Regions from separate parts of the Gasterosteus aculeatus genome. Here region 2 is linked to region 1. The links are chromatin contacts, called in public Hi-C maps. All regions are on one chromosome and are shown on one strand. Each heading gives the region's core, a stretch centred on a gene start, on an enhancer-like site or on the middle of the called end of the contact. The rest is flanking DNA. Distances are from core to core; before and after follow the strand shown.

Evidence for each region. Hi-C and Micro-C count contacts between places; a contact is called where the count stands out from the background.
Region 2: a contact with region 1 is called in a Hi-C map of skeletal muscle, with 5 times the contacts expected there. The contact joins the promoter of LOC120818115 here to the promoter of fam3c in region 1. A contact is called at or near these places in 3 of 6 Hi-C or Micro-C datasets (skeletal muscle and whole body).

The regions. Positions count from the first base shown.
Region 1 is chr4:32,172,599-32,179,075 of fGasAcu3.hap1.1, reverse strand. It overlaps fam3c (FAM3 metabolism regulating signaling molecule C), which reads right to left and starts at 3,778. Exons shown (of 10, transcript XM_078100344.1): 1 at 3,513-3,778; 2 at 3,024-3,095; 3 at 2,820-2,924; 4 at 2,569-2,595; 5 at 2,285-2,408; 6 at 1,906-1,964; 7 at 1,629-1,679; 8 at 1,449-1,533; 9 at 1,233-1,359; 10 at 317-1,108. The coding sequence starts at 3,039. The coding sequence ends at 1,019. LOC120817890 (sortilin) reads right to left here. Exons shown (of 21, transcript XM_040174544.2): 16 at 5,889-6,081; 17 at 5,626-5,742; 18 at 5,388-5,532; 19 at 4,981-5,087; 20 at 4,735-4,852; 21 at 4,377-4,656. The coding sequence ends at 4,642.
Region 2 is chr4:32,325,328-32,331,820 of fGasAcu3.hap1.1, reverse strand. LOC120818115 reads left to right here and starts at 3,469. Exons shown (of 4, transcript XM_040174893.2): 1 at 3,469-3,730; 2 at 4,148-4,241; 3 at 4,476-4,563; 4 at 4,640-6,021. The coding sequence starts at 3,658. The coding sequence ends at 5,359. LOC120817668 reads right to left here and starts at 3,463. Exons shown (of 10, transcript XM_040174103.2): 1 at 3,037-3,463; 2 at 2,178-2,257; 3 at 1,813-1,993; 4 at 1,574-1,718; 5 at 1,340-1,472; 6 at 1,125-1,245; 7 at 963-1,035; 8 at 745-847; 9 at 558-678; 10 at 186-421. The coding sequence starts at 3,058. The coding sequence ends at 360. It overlaps epyc (epiphycan), which reads right to left. Exons shown (of 10, transcript XM_040174892.2): 10 at 5,473-6,493. The coding sequence ends at 6,335.

The DNA.
Region 1 (6,477 bases), core at 2,529-5,028:
CGACCGAAATTCACCCAAAAATAATACGGACCGTGCGTGAGGCCAAAGAGAATATTATTACGGACACTTGAAAAGAGAAAAATGGAAAAACATGAATTCCGTCCTTGAAGTGATCCTGATTGTTGGCCTGAAGCTCTGAAACCAACGATGAGATTTAACTAGATTGATCTACAATTTCTTTACTTTTACTTTATTCTCCCCTCTAAGGTGTTTTTTACAGATGAAAATCTGCATTGTTTGTAACTCCAGCAAGGTTGCATCTTGCCTCTTCGTATTAATGTTTATTTACATCCATCATAGCATCAAATGCACGTAATTAATGTGATCGGAGGCATCGACTTTATTTGACAAACAGAAAACCACATACACACACACCGCTAAATATAACAAAAACATATAATCCCCTCACACACACACATTTAGCTACCAATATCATTTATTAAAAGAATTTATATTATAGTTAAAATGGTCATTAATTTAAGATCTTTTAGATTATTTTCTAAATGGATATTTACACATTTCACAGTGAATTTGGTACATTTGATTACATTGTAACGTAAGCATCCTCAAACCCTGTTAATTACTATTTTCCCAGTAAAAATTCTCTCTCTCCGAAAGGAGCCAAGACCAATCAACAAAGCGATTAAGGCAGAAAACAGGAAGAAGGAAACACGGCCCTGCGGGCCCTGAAAACCATTTCCATGAGTAACAGTGCAATTACGCAACAGCATCAGTAACAGTCTGCGGGCGTCACACAGAAAGTGTCCCGGCACGCAGACAACCAAGCGGAGGTCCGCGTGATCCGCTTCACTTCCTCCTACATGATGCTCCCAGACAGGTCCGAGCTTCACCTTTCCGGTTTCACAGAAGCTCCCCTTTCTTTCCCTCGCCTGGAAGGTTTCCCGCTCCGGTTGGGCAAATGTAAACGGCAATCTCAGGAGGCGGGGCCGTGAGTGTTAAGTCGCTCGTCGGGCATCGCATGGGGGGGACGGGGTCGCCGGGAGGAGCCAAGCTCGGGTCAGTCCTGCCTCTGAGGGATGCAGCCCTCCATCTCCAGCACGTCGGGCCACCCCTCGAACTTGTTGGTTTCTGCGTTGTTCTTTATATGCTGAGGAAAGAGAGGGGGGGGGCAAACAAAGGGAATCAATAAGACACAAGAGTCAGTGACGTTAAACATTACGGCGTCTAAACCGCGTGGTGCTTCCTGTCAGGGGCGCAGACGTAGGCGTTACCAGCTCGAACGGACTCTTGGTCTTGATGCCTTTCCCCCCCACGAAGACCCAGTTGTCGCGAAAGCCCAGGTTGTTGATGGCGGTGCTGCCCAGGTCGGCGATCAGCTTCTTGGCTTCGTCGTTGAGTCTGCGGAGCGAAGGAGGGGGGTATCAAGAGAGAGACAAGAGGAATAGAGACGCGTGCATGCAGGCGGTTCTGGGGGAGAAAGTCCTCACTTTGTGGCCGGATCGTCGAACGAGGCCATCATCACCACCGTGCCGTCCTCGATGCCCTTCAGGAAGGTGATGAAGGGAGCCACCTCTGAACAACAACAACAACAACACGCCGTGAACATGTCGCATTCGCTTCGAATTCGCTAAACGTCTGAGACCAAACGGTTTGGGGAACACACTCACCTCCTCCCCACATGTCAAAGTAATCCGTCTTGATAACGTCCCCTGTTCTCCCTGTGGGGGGAAAATATCCAACTTAGAATATTTTCATTCAGATGTGGAGTCAAAACTCACACTATTGTCGTTAGTTGATTCACAGCGCTTCCTCCTCTGTTTACTACCAGCAAAGGCAAACGACCCAAAGAAGCCCCGCCCCTTGTCCCCAAAATGGAAACACAATGAAACCAGCGCTGCCACATTTCAAGGCGTTCAAGGCGCGGCGTCTAGCCGACGGCGTTACCGTTGACCAGGGCGATGTTGATTCCTCTCCCCACGTTGTTCTTCACCGCGCTCAATATTCTAAAAGAAACACAAGCAGAAGAGGAGCACGGTGAGGATGGAGAGCCACCGTGGGCGATTTCACATATTCTGTTCTGCCCGTTAATCTCAAGGCGGAGTATTACTCAATGTTTGACATGGAAGGAGTTCCCGGACTCGGGGGGGGGGAGCGTGCCAGCCTGACCTTTATCAAACATTATAAGCCGAGATGCTTTACTGCTGAGCTGAAGCATCCGCTACAGGCGCACACAACGCAGTGTTGACCCGTGCCGGGAAGCAGCTGCCGTGTGTGTGCGCGTGTGTGTGTGTGTTAATGACTTTCAAGGTGTTACTTGACGCACAATTTGTCGTTCAGGCAGACTCTGGGTCCCACGACGCTGGCCGCGCCGCTCGTCATCCGGAAGGGCAGGTTTCCGGGCGGGCACGACTTGGTCAGGCCACACTTGTGCCGGAATGGCTTTGCTGCTGTGAATAGAAAGCGCCGTTTTACACTAAATCCGGTAAAACCGGAATCCGACAACGGAAAGACCAACCAGGGGGGTTTTGTCGTGTAAATTTCTTCTATTTGTGGGTAATACCAGTGCGCTGTTGCTAAAGACTGAATAACAAACTGTAACATACTTACAGCCTTCATTCAACGGCACAGATCTTGCTGAAAAGCAGAAAGAAAAGTTCATATTAAATCAGGAAACAGTTATTGCCATAACATGTCAGACATACAAGGAATTTGACTTAAGTGGAGATCATTGTAATTATGTCAAGACAGACAATTAGCCTATTATTAATGATAATAATATTAATAATTATGTGAAGGGAAGGACCCACTAATCCACAATGCTTCCCTTGCAAAATCATCTTGCGACAACGGTTACTCACACATCACACCGCCAATCTGGAAGTCCATGTTTATCTCCAGCAGCTGGAAAGCCATGAAGACAACCAGCAGGAACACGAGGATGACCACGGCCAACTTCAAAATACCTGAATGATTGACGTGAAGGAACATCAAATCACACATTAGATCCTCCTCCACCACGGTTGTTATTCTGCGGTGTATAACATCACAGTGGACACACTTACTTGCAGCCCTGGCCATCTTCTCCTCCTCCTCCGACCACTCCTCAAGAAGATTAAAAAAAAAAAAAAAAAAACCTGCAGTGATAAAACAACGCGTGAGTGTGTGTGACCCAGCCCCCCAATATCTCTCTCTCCGGGGCGTGCGGGTGAACTATTCCGGGGACTGGACCCGGTGTAACGTTAACGGTCACAGCCAAGTGACGGTCTTGACCGTCGGCTTCTCGATGAATTCGAACGATGACCCGCGGGTACAAGAGTTGCTCCGAGTCACTTTGGCTCGGCTGAAAAGGCCGTGACACGAATAGTGTCGAAACGACGTCACAAACGAGACGCCGCGTCGACTTCCTCCTCCTCCCTGCCCCGCATTTTCTCCCCTGACGGGCGGCGAAATGGGCTCCGGCGGGAAGTCAGCGGCAGTGATTACTTCGAAGCAGCGTTTAATGCTTCCATTGGAAGAATGGAGGAGAAGACGAAAGGCCACACCCGGCTTACCTCTTCAAACTGAAGCGTAGCCAACAATCTCCGAGTGACTCGCTCGGGCGGTTGATCGGCTGCTGGTTGGTTTTGAAACATGAGTTGACATGGCGACAGCGCGAGGATGCTCCACTCCGCCGGAGAAACCGAAGACGAACAGGCGGGCGGATCCGTAGCGTTTGTTTGTTTGTTTATTGACCAAACTCGGCGCTTGGTACGTGATGTTTGGTTGTAACAAAGCAAAAGAATGAAATTAAACAACACTTTTAGAAGGGTTAAAGGGCTTTGTTTTTGTTTTTTTCAGCTTTTGCTCATTTACTTATTGTAGGTTGATCTATGCATTGCTATTTTAAATTTGTGTACGCAATATGTAATATCTCTTTATGCTTTTAGAATTAAAATACATTTTACTTGTATATTTGTCATATAAACATGGGCAAATATTGGCCCAAATTACCCTAAACTCTGCACCGTGTGACTCACGGCTAAATATTAACAGGTTAATAGACTGAAATGTCTATAATATTTAATCAATATCTGGGCAATCATGGTAATAGTATAAACGCGCATGCTTAAGGTCCCTGTGGCCGAATATTGAATGTGATTTTTGAGAAACTTCGCTGTACCAAATTTCTCCACGAGTGAGACATCTTAACCAATATAAATCCCCTTTCTTTTTCTCTGTTTAAAACGGGAGACAGCGCCGCCCCGCGGAGGCTTCGAGCGGTTCATATTTATTTAATTCATGGCGCATTTAAAACATAACATTCTAAATATTTTTATGACTTTTATCGTTTCTTTTTTTTTTTTTTTTTACAAATGCACATTGTTACTTCTTCGTCTTATTTGGTTTCACGTTGGATAGAAAGTAACAAGACACAGTACAATTAAAGGTACAATTTAAGTACAATTAAAGTGAAATACAAATACTGTGCAAATAAATCAAATAATAAGCAAAGTAACACATTGAAATTAAGCAAACTCAATAAATTAGACACTTTCATGCTCGTCCTTTAAATCCTCGAACCTCTCCACAGAGTGTGCTCCCATTAAGATATTGGGGATAAGTCTGACAAAAGTCCATAGCAGTTTTTCTTCAGCACGGCTCGTCCCAATCCTGAATATTCAGTGCATCCATAGAACTGCGTCATTCAATAAGATCCTGTTGATATTAGAACACAGATGTATTAGTACACAAGGGGAACAATATGTTATAACTGATAACGGTGCTGATTCCTACATCATCTGACTCCAGCTGGCAGGCCGTGCCGTTGCTGCTGGCGCCGCTCTCGAGATCCGCTGTGACGCCGTTATCTTCGTCCTGAATCCGGAGGTTGGAGAAACGGTACACTGGTGACCTGTGGGGGCGACATGAAACCAGAATGACCACATGCACCGCAGACGTGTGTGTGTGTGTGTGTGTGTGTGTGTGTGTGTGTGTGTGTGTGTGTGTGTGTGTGTGTGTGTGTGTGTGCGCGCAGCTCACCGGTGTCTGTAAAGCCCTCTTCTCACTGCAAAGACTGCTGAAACGATCGCCACCACAACAATTAGCCCGGCTCCTGCACACACCAGGATCAACACCAGCCTCTCTCGCTGGGAAAACACACATGCCAGCAGCCGTTGTTACTCACAAATAGCTTACCTCATGCAACAACTGAAAGGACACATGCATAGATAAGATAAGACGAACTAATCCGTTTTTAGTCCCGCAGCAGAATAAATTTAACCGGCAGAAGTAAAAATTGCACACAGACAGTAAAAAAACAGTAATACAATAATCCACAATGACTAAAATTAAATATACAGAATAATACAGAAATATTAAATAATACAGACAGATACTAGATATTCGGTTATTGCAAAGGTGTGAGGTGGTTCTGTGAGTCTACTGACCGGTGTGTCAAAGTGCGTGACCGGAGAAGAGGACCTGGCGGGTGGACCCGGGCTGGGTTTAACTCCACAGGGTCTGATGACTGTCTGCACTGCGAGCTGAGGACTGAACCCCCCCTCACACCGGTCGCTCGGGACCCTGCGGTACCTGCAGACACAGGCGGGCCCGATGCGCGTGAGTGTGCATTGCGCAGGAGGAGCGTTTCTCCATCCAAAGAAAGGATGGCACCGCTCGTTTTACCCCGATGTCAGCAGCTCGTCCTCCTCTCCGTTCAGGCAGAGCTCCAGGGTCTTATTGGCGGCGCCGTGTTGTCTCACGCACTCCGAGGTGTTCACGTGAGGGTAGAAGCCGTAGTCGCTGTTGGACAAGGACAGAGGTTAGGCTTTCACCGGGGAGCATTCTCCGTGCGGCCTTGGTTGCATGGCGCCAAAACGTTAAGTTAAGTTAAGATAAAACTGGCTTTTCACAACAACAACAACAAAAACCTTCTGTGTGCGACTCACCATGAGTAGTCTTCCCTGGTGCACAGGCAGGGGCTTCGCTTCTTGCTCACCACGAAGCCTCGGCCGTTCCTGCACACGGACTGTTTCTTCAGCCGCCTGTAGGTCTCTTTGAGACCCAAGAGACAGCCGTTTGTCCTCGAGTCTCCGCCGTCAGTGGCGTGCGCCAACCACTCTTCGTAGTCCTCGTCGGTACCTGATGGGGTTAGACGACGACCAATCAGAACAGTCACTGGCACGATGGCTGGTAAAGTGAAACCAAAAAGAGGTTAAATGTCGTTTCGGTCGGGAAATAAACCTCTGCGTTGCATGTTTTCCGTTACAGGATAAGCGTAAGTAGGTGATAAGCAACATCCGAATGAGATCATCAAGGGATCGAAGCGCACAACACAAGATGGGAATTTAAAAAATGTCAAACGCTGTGATGCACTGGATTTCACAAAGCATTTGTCAAATTCAACAGAAATTAAAGAAGGGGAACTTTCCATGATGTTTAGCTTTGGAAATGCCAAGTTCATGAGTCATTTCCTAGAAGTCTCACATTTCTAGACAACTCAACTCACACACCACAGGACGCTACCATGTGCGTGCA
Region 2 (6,493 bases), core at 2,220-4,719, 150 kb before region 1:
GAAATTGCACTTTCTTGTTTCTTGTTCTCCTGAGTTTTTACCCTATGGTTGAAATGCACTTATTGTAAGTCGCTTTGGATAAAAGCTAAATGACACGTAATGTAATTTCGGTGAAGGTTGGTAAACTTTTGTGTCTCTTGGCAACTGTGTTCAAGACAGAAAACAACCTTCACTGTAGCGTCATCTCCTCTCATATACATATATATTATTTTTATTACATTTTGATAATATAAAAACAATACAAACTATTCCATAAAAATGCCATTGTAGAAACAACAGTACAAGTATTCCTCAAACACAAACTGAAGATTGATTGTAAGATGATGATTGTTTTGCACGACTTTCTTCTTGAGAAGCGTTCACACCAGCACACGCCGGATCCTGCGCTCGTTCTTGTTCTTGAGGTTAGTCTGGATCATCGCTGCAAAAAACAACCAAAGAGGTTTCAGGATGCTGCTTGACTTTGCTTTGCAAATGTTAAGCAGAACCATGCATTCATCGCCACCTGCACCCCTTTCACCCTCGAATTAACAACCGCTTGTAAACTAGACATAAACCTTGAAAGTCCAGCTTGTAGGAGTAGCGTCCCACTTTGAAGGTCATGCCTTCGTCGGGGTTCTGCGTGAACTTCCTCTCGATCTCGTCACTGGTCACGGAGCATTCGTTCGGAGTGCCGCTCTGCGGGAAGCCGTCACGAGTCACGAGTCCCAAAAAGAAAACGTTCGCGAGGGACGGAGAACTCACCCTGCGCTTGAAGTCGTGCCACGCTCCCCGGTCTCCCTCGAACTGCCACCGGGGCTCCGTGTCCAGGGCGAGATTCTGGAGGGCCGAGGCCACCTGAGGAACTCTGCAAAGCAGACAACGTCCGAAATCTGCGATTCACTCGGGCGGGAAAAAAAACACAAAAAAAGCCCACGTGTGTTTACTTTCTGTCTACCTCGCCCGACAGACGACGGACTCACCCTGCCGGCTGCTGGCGGTACTGCGGTCGGCGTGCGACTTTCCTCTTTCTCTCTGCCGTCACCTGTCGCATTTCTAAACCGCGACGGAAAGGAAAAACGGTGGCCGCACGTGCGCAAAGTACACGAAGCATTCTGGGAAAGCTTAAAGCGAGCGTTCCTCACCTGCGAACTTGATCTCGAAAGTATCGGCACCGATGGCGAAGGTGTACGAGCTCGCCGGGTTGCTCTGGAACTTTTTCTCTATGTCGGAGTTCTTCACCGGACCGGGGACGCCCTTTGGATCCTCCACGGGAAATTAAAAAACAACAACAACGAAAAGCTACATTAGAACATTACCACATTAAAAGAACGGTCAACACGCGTGGTCCCCCGTCTACCTCGTCTCCGTACTTGATCCACCTCCGACCCAGAGTGCAGTACCAGAGCCACACCGTGCGCCCGTCGTCCAAGCGTCTCACCCGAAGGCTCTTTCCCGACACCCTCATCCTGTTGAAGTCGATGCTCACTGCCCTGCACAGAGAGAGAGAGAGGGAGGGAGGGAGGGTGAGGGAGAGAGGGAGCAGGGAGGGGGGCCGCGCACCGTCAAGCGTGGGTTCACGTGCGTCTCTCACCCGTAAGAGGTGTTGAAGATTTTGATGCTCTGGGTGTGCGGCAGCGAGTACTGGGCCTCGAGGATGTGATCATTAGCAACCTCCAACCAGCCGTTTCCGTCGTTGAGCTGCCATTGGAAGCACCGGCCATCGGTGAGCTTTGGCGCTGGTTTGGATAAAAAAAAAAAAAAACAAGAGAAAGAGGAATGATATCGGCTTTTAATTTCCATCGATTAAAAGGTCGAACCGTTGTCCCTCACCAGCAGATGTCGATCGGTCCGAGGAGGACTCTCTTGCAGCCCCGGGGTGGTTCAGCTTACACTGTGACCCGCGGCGACAACCTCCGGTGAGGGCGTACTTGCAGAAGTGCAAGTAAGAGCACCTGTCGCCGTCTTTGCAGCCGCGGCCGTTGTAAAACTTGCAGGGCTTTTTCCCGTGAAGCTGAAATATGGGAGTGTGGAGGATTGCTCCCGTCACCGGCGAGGAATGCACACTTGTGTCATGCATTTTATCGCTGTGGCAGTAAACTCTCATCAGCAGCTGAACATGTGTCAGGTGGGTTTACTGAGCTATTCTCGTGGCTTTAAGGTGTATTTATGAAAAAGATGGCAACCCCCCAACAAACCTGAAAATCAGTTTTTTCATCTGAGCTTCCGTCACTGTCCAACTCTCCACTTTCTCCAGAAGAGTATTCTTCCCCCGAATCTAGAGGAGAACAAATGCATTCAAAACCCCCCACTGGGTGAAAGTGGCCATCCAGTGCAGTCAATCAAAATGTAACTATAAATGGCTAAATGTAAACAAACAAGTGTCAAGCGTTTGATGTAAAGCTGTTTTTACTTGTTTTGTTAAAAGCTACAACGTCTCTGGGGAGAAGGAAGGTGTTAAACAAATTAAACAAATGTCTTTCCCAGTTTGCCCTTAAAAAATATTCAAAGAGCTCTTCTATTTCTAATGCAGTAATGGAGCACTTATAACTAAAGAGATGCTATGTGATGACCTACATTCAGCTGTGACGTCATGTTGACATTTTCTGTAGGGATATTGGTTCAGTGAAAAATAGTAACTAAATAACAAAAATTCCACTAAAAAAAACAAGAATTACCGTATGATATTCGTTATTTTTAGACGCTGTGTAGAAACAGTACCAAATAGAACTTCGAAGAGAGCTCCATAAAAATAAACGAAACTGAAAGTAAAGAAGGTTTTTCATCTACTTTAACTTCAACCGATCCAGAGCTCATACTTGTTTTAACGCATTGTCCCCGATGTGTGAAGTAATCCCATTCGGTTTGGTCCAATAGCAACATATAATAATATTGTAATGTCTCATATAGAAAGATGTTCCATAAGCGAACATAAAGTGACCACATATCGGGTTTTTTGAAAGGGCATAAAAGTGGTGAAGCTTTGAGTAACAAGCCACTGCAGATAATCACCACAAATCATTGATTTTTGAGCGATATGGATAAAAAGTTACTCACCAGAGCAATAAGCCGCCGCCATTGCTTCCGTCTGATCGTTTCGTTTTATAGACACACCGCCACACCCTCACGTTGCTTTCAATCACACCCAGCGAGGCTAAACATACAGCTCAAAGAAGAGTAATGCCATGAAGTAACCAGTGACTACAGATATGGTACATCTGCAAAATCCAGGACCCAGAAATAACTATAACTAACTATCACTAACTAACTATATTTATTATAACTATAATAAATAATTTGTTGGATCAAAGAATATAAAAACGCCCTTTTTGTATAAAAACTGTGAAAAAAAGGAAAAATCCACCGCCAACATAAACTAGAAATACAAGGAAGATGAATAAATCAGAAAGCAATGCTGACCGAGAGTACGGGGCGATAAACATATCTGAAGTAAGTGCACTGGATTCACCTCACGCGCGACACCTCCGCAGCACGAGGGGGCGACAGCGAGCCGATCGGTGTCGTCGGCGACCTCCCAGTTTAAGGGTCACGTTGGGGCTCTGTTGAAAACAAGCGAAGAAGAAGATAGGGCGCTTCTGAAGGAGGAACGAGCAGTCTCTTTCTCACGAAGGGCACTCCACACCGAGGCCAAACCGAAGAACGGGAACTAAGGGAACCATGGAAATCAACGATCACGCGTACACGAGCACCACTTATGACAAATGCAATCCCGTGGACTTCCCATACAAACGTGAGTTCAGTCACCACAAAAACCTCACGTTAATTAAGCGAGCTAACGTACTTTAGCATGGACACCTAGCAAGGGTAGTCCGCGGGGAATGTTCCCAACGAGTACGCTTATTTTAATAACGCGTATTTTTTTCAGTTTGCCTCCAGTGGGGATGTAACGCTAGGTTTTATTTGTTGTCTAAACCCGTCTAAATAAAGTATGAGCAAACAGTGGAGCAACGCAATAAACTTAGTAAATACAATAAAGAGAAAACTCTTATTTTGTAAGAGAATTGGGGGAAATTACAGACATTTGAAGTCACAGCAGGCAAGAAATACACTCCACACAGCACAATTAGCAGTGTTTAAGATTTTTTTTTTCTTGCAGGTTTGCAGTCCATCCCCTCATTTCTAAATCCTTTTTCTCTCTCCCTCTCAGTGAGTGCAGATGAAGTTGAAGAATTTGTGAAGCTGAGGGTTTCAAACAAGTACCTCTTCTCTGGAAGGAAAAATACTTCCATGTGGGCATGGAGGTATGCCAGCGGGTTAAAGAGGGGCATGTTACTGTGTGAATATTGAAAATATGCAATATGCATAGGTGGGAAGTATTCTATTAAGTTCTTCTGCATTGAGATGTGTCTTTGCTTTTTTATACACTGTTTTGATTAAAGTTAAACAAACCAACTTTCTGTCCAATTCACTAATTGCTGTATTAATTGTTTGTACTCTTATGATTTTGTGTGTTATTAAGATGATTATAATTTCAGAGCCATCCTGAAACACATGGGCTTACAGCACAAGATGACCCACAGTCAAGCATCCAAAAAATGGGAAAACATGAAGAAGAGATACAAGGTACAGTAAAAACTGAATAAACAAAACCCACTTAGTTGTACTTTGACAATTATTTGCCCTCTCTCTTCTCCCTCAGGGGTTAAAGAACCCGTCGGATGGAACTAAAGGGTTGCCCGGCGCTTGGCCTTATTTCCATCTGCTGGACGACGCCATGGAGGGTCGGCTGGAAGGCAGCGCCCCCATCTTAAAGGCCTTTCCCGCCTACGCCGATTTCCCTCCCATCTTCAAACCCAAGAAGAGGAAGTTATCCGTGGTGACAAGCCCTCCTGCACCGGAAATCGAGGTTTCCCTGAACGGAGACGGGGACGACGACGACAACGAGACGGTGGATGACGGAAGCCGGGAGATGGAGCGCGCATTGCAAGAGATGGAGCACGGGAGGGACGTGATGGAGGGCGAGAGGCGGATGATGGAGAGGGAGAAGCAGGTGATGGAGAGGGAGAGGCAGGTGGTTGAAAGGGAGCGGCAGGTGCTGCAGAGGGAGAAGGCGGCGCTGGACAGGGAGTTTGCCGCCGTGGACCGAGACAGAGCCTCGCTGGACAGGGAGAGGGCGATTGTGGACAGAGAGAGGGCCGTGATGGAGAGGGAGAGGGCGCTGGTGGAGAAGGACAGAGATGCCGTGAGGAGGGACCGGCTGGCTCTGGAGCGAGAGGGAGCCGGACCGGGCGGACTTTCGGAACCCAAAGAGAGGACTGAGGAGGTCACACAGAACGGCGGCGACGAGAAAGATTCGGTCGTCAAGGACAGGACGGAGCAGTTCATCAACTTGTTTGAAAAACTGATAGAGAATTTTTGATTCGCTGTGGGTTTTCCGGCACACAGCGTTCCCCCGAGGAAAACCAATTTTTCACCTCGGTGGCATCGTACTTCAACCACGAGGCGTCAATGAAAACTTTGAGCCACTCCTAGTTTGGAGAGGTCTTCACAACAACTTTATTCACTTGTGGTTATTCCATACAGAGCACACAATAGCAGGCTATTAGCATTATACTTAACCCAATCCAAAATCAAAATCAACCCCCCCCCCCCCACTCCCAAGAATCAAACAATCATCTTTATTTGATTGACTGGACATTAGAACTTTTTGTATCCGCAACTGTACGGTTTGAAACATCACTTTTTTAAAATTTAATATACCAAATATTCCAGTTCTTGTAAAAAATATTTTCTTAGATTACAGTACAGACTTTACAACAAATGATTGTGTTTAAATGCGTTTTTTATTGCATTATCATCAATTTACCCTCCATTAAGCTCCAGCTTCAATAACTTTGTGCTAGTATACATTTCCAAAAGTGTTTTTTTCAATAATATTAATACTATTATTTTTACAAAACAAACATTTAAACAATATTACTGTTTTTTTTTATTTTTTTCGCCAGTCATGAACAGACATTAAACCGACACATACATGCCATTTGAGGTTTTATATAATAAACGCATTTCTCCAAAATGCCACCCACTGTTTTCGTTTAATCAAGTTGCGGAACGGTTTGGCTTTTGAGCGACTTCTTGCGCGTACGTGTTTGTGTGTCCGTAGGTGTGCTTGCGTTGTGAAGTAGAGCGATGTATTGCCAGAATCTGACTAATTTGTGGATGTTTTTCCAGAGTATAAATCAGTTAACTGATCCGTGTGGTGTAAGCCTGCAGCGTGCGTGGCCGCTTGGAACTGAAATTGAATCGACTGTTTGAGGAGCGGCGGATGTTGCGCGCGTGTGTCAATATGTACAAGCATTTGTGCATGTGGTTGCATTCGAGGGGGTCGGTGTGGTTAAATGAGGTTCCCGATGGGGATCCGGGGCAGGCACACGTAGGCCTGCGGGGTCCTGCTGAGGTTGATGGGGTTGCCGTCCAGACGGATGTCCTCCAGTGCGTTCCTGATGTAGTTGAAATCTTTCAGGTTGCAGAATGTGTCCCCGTGCATCATTTG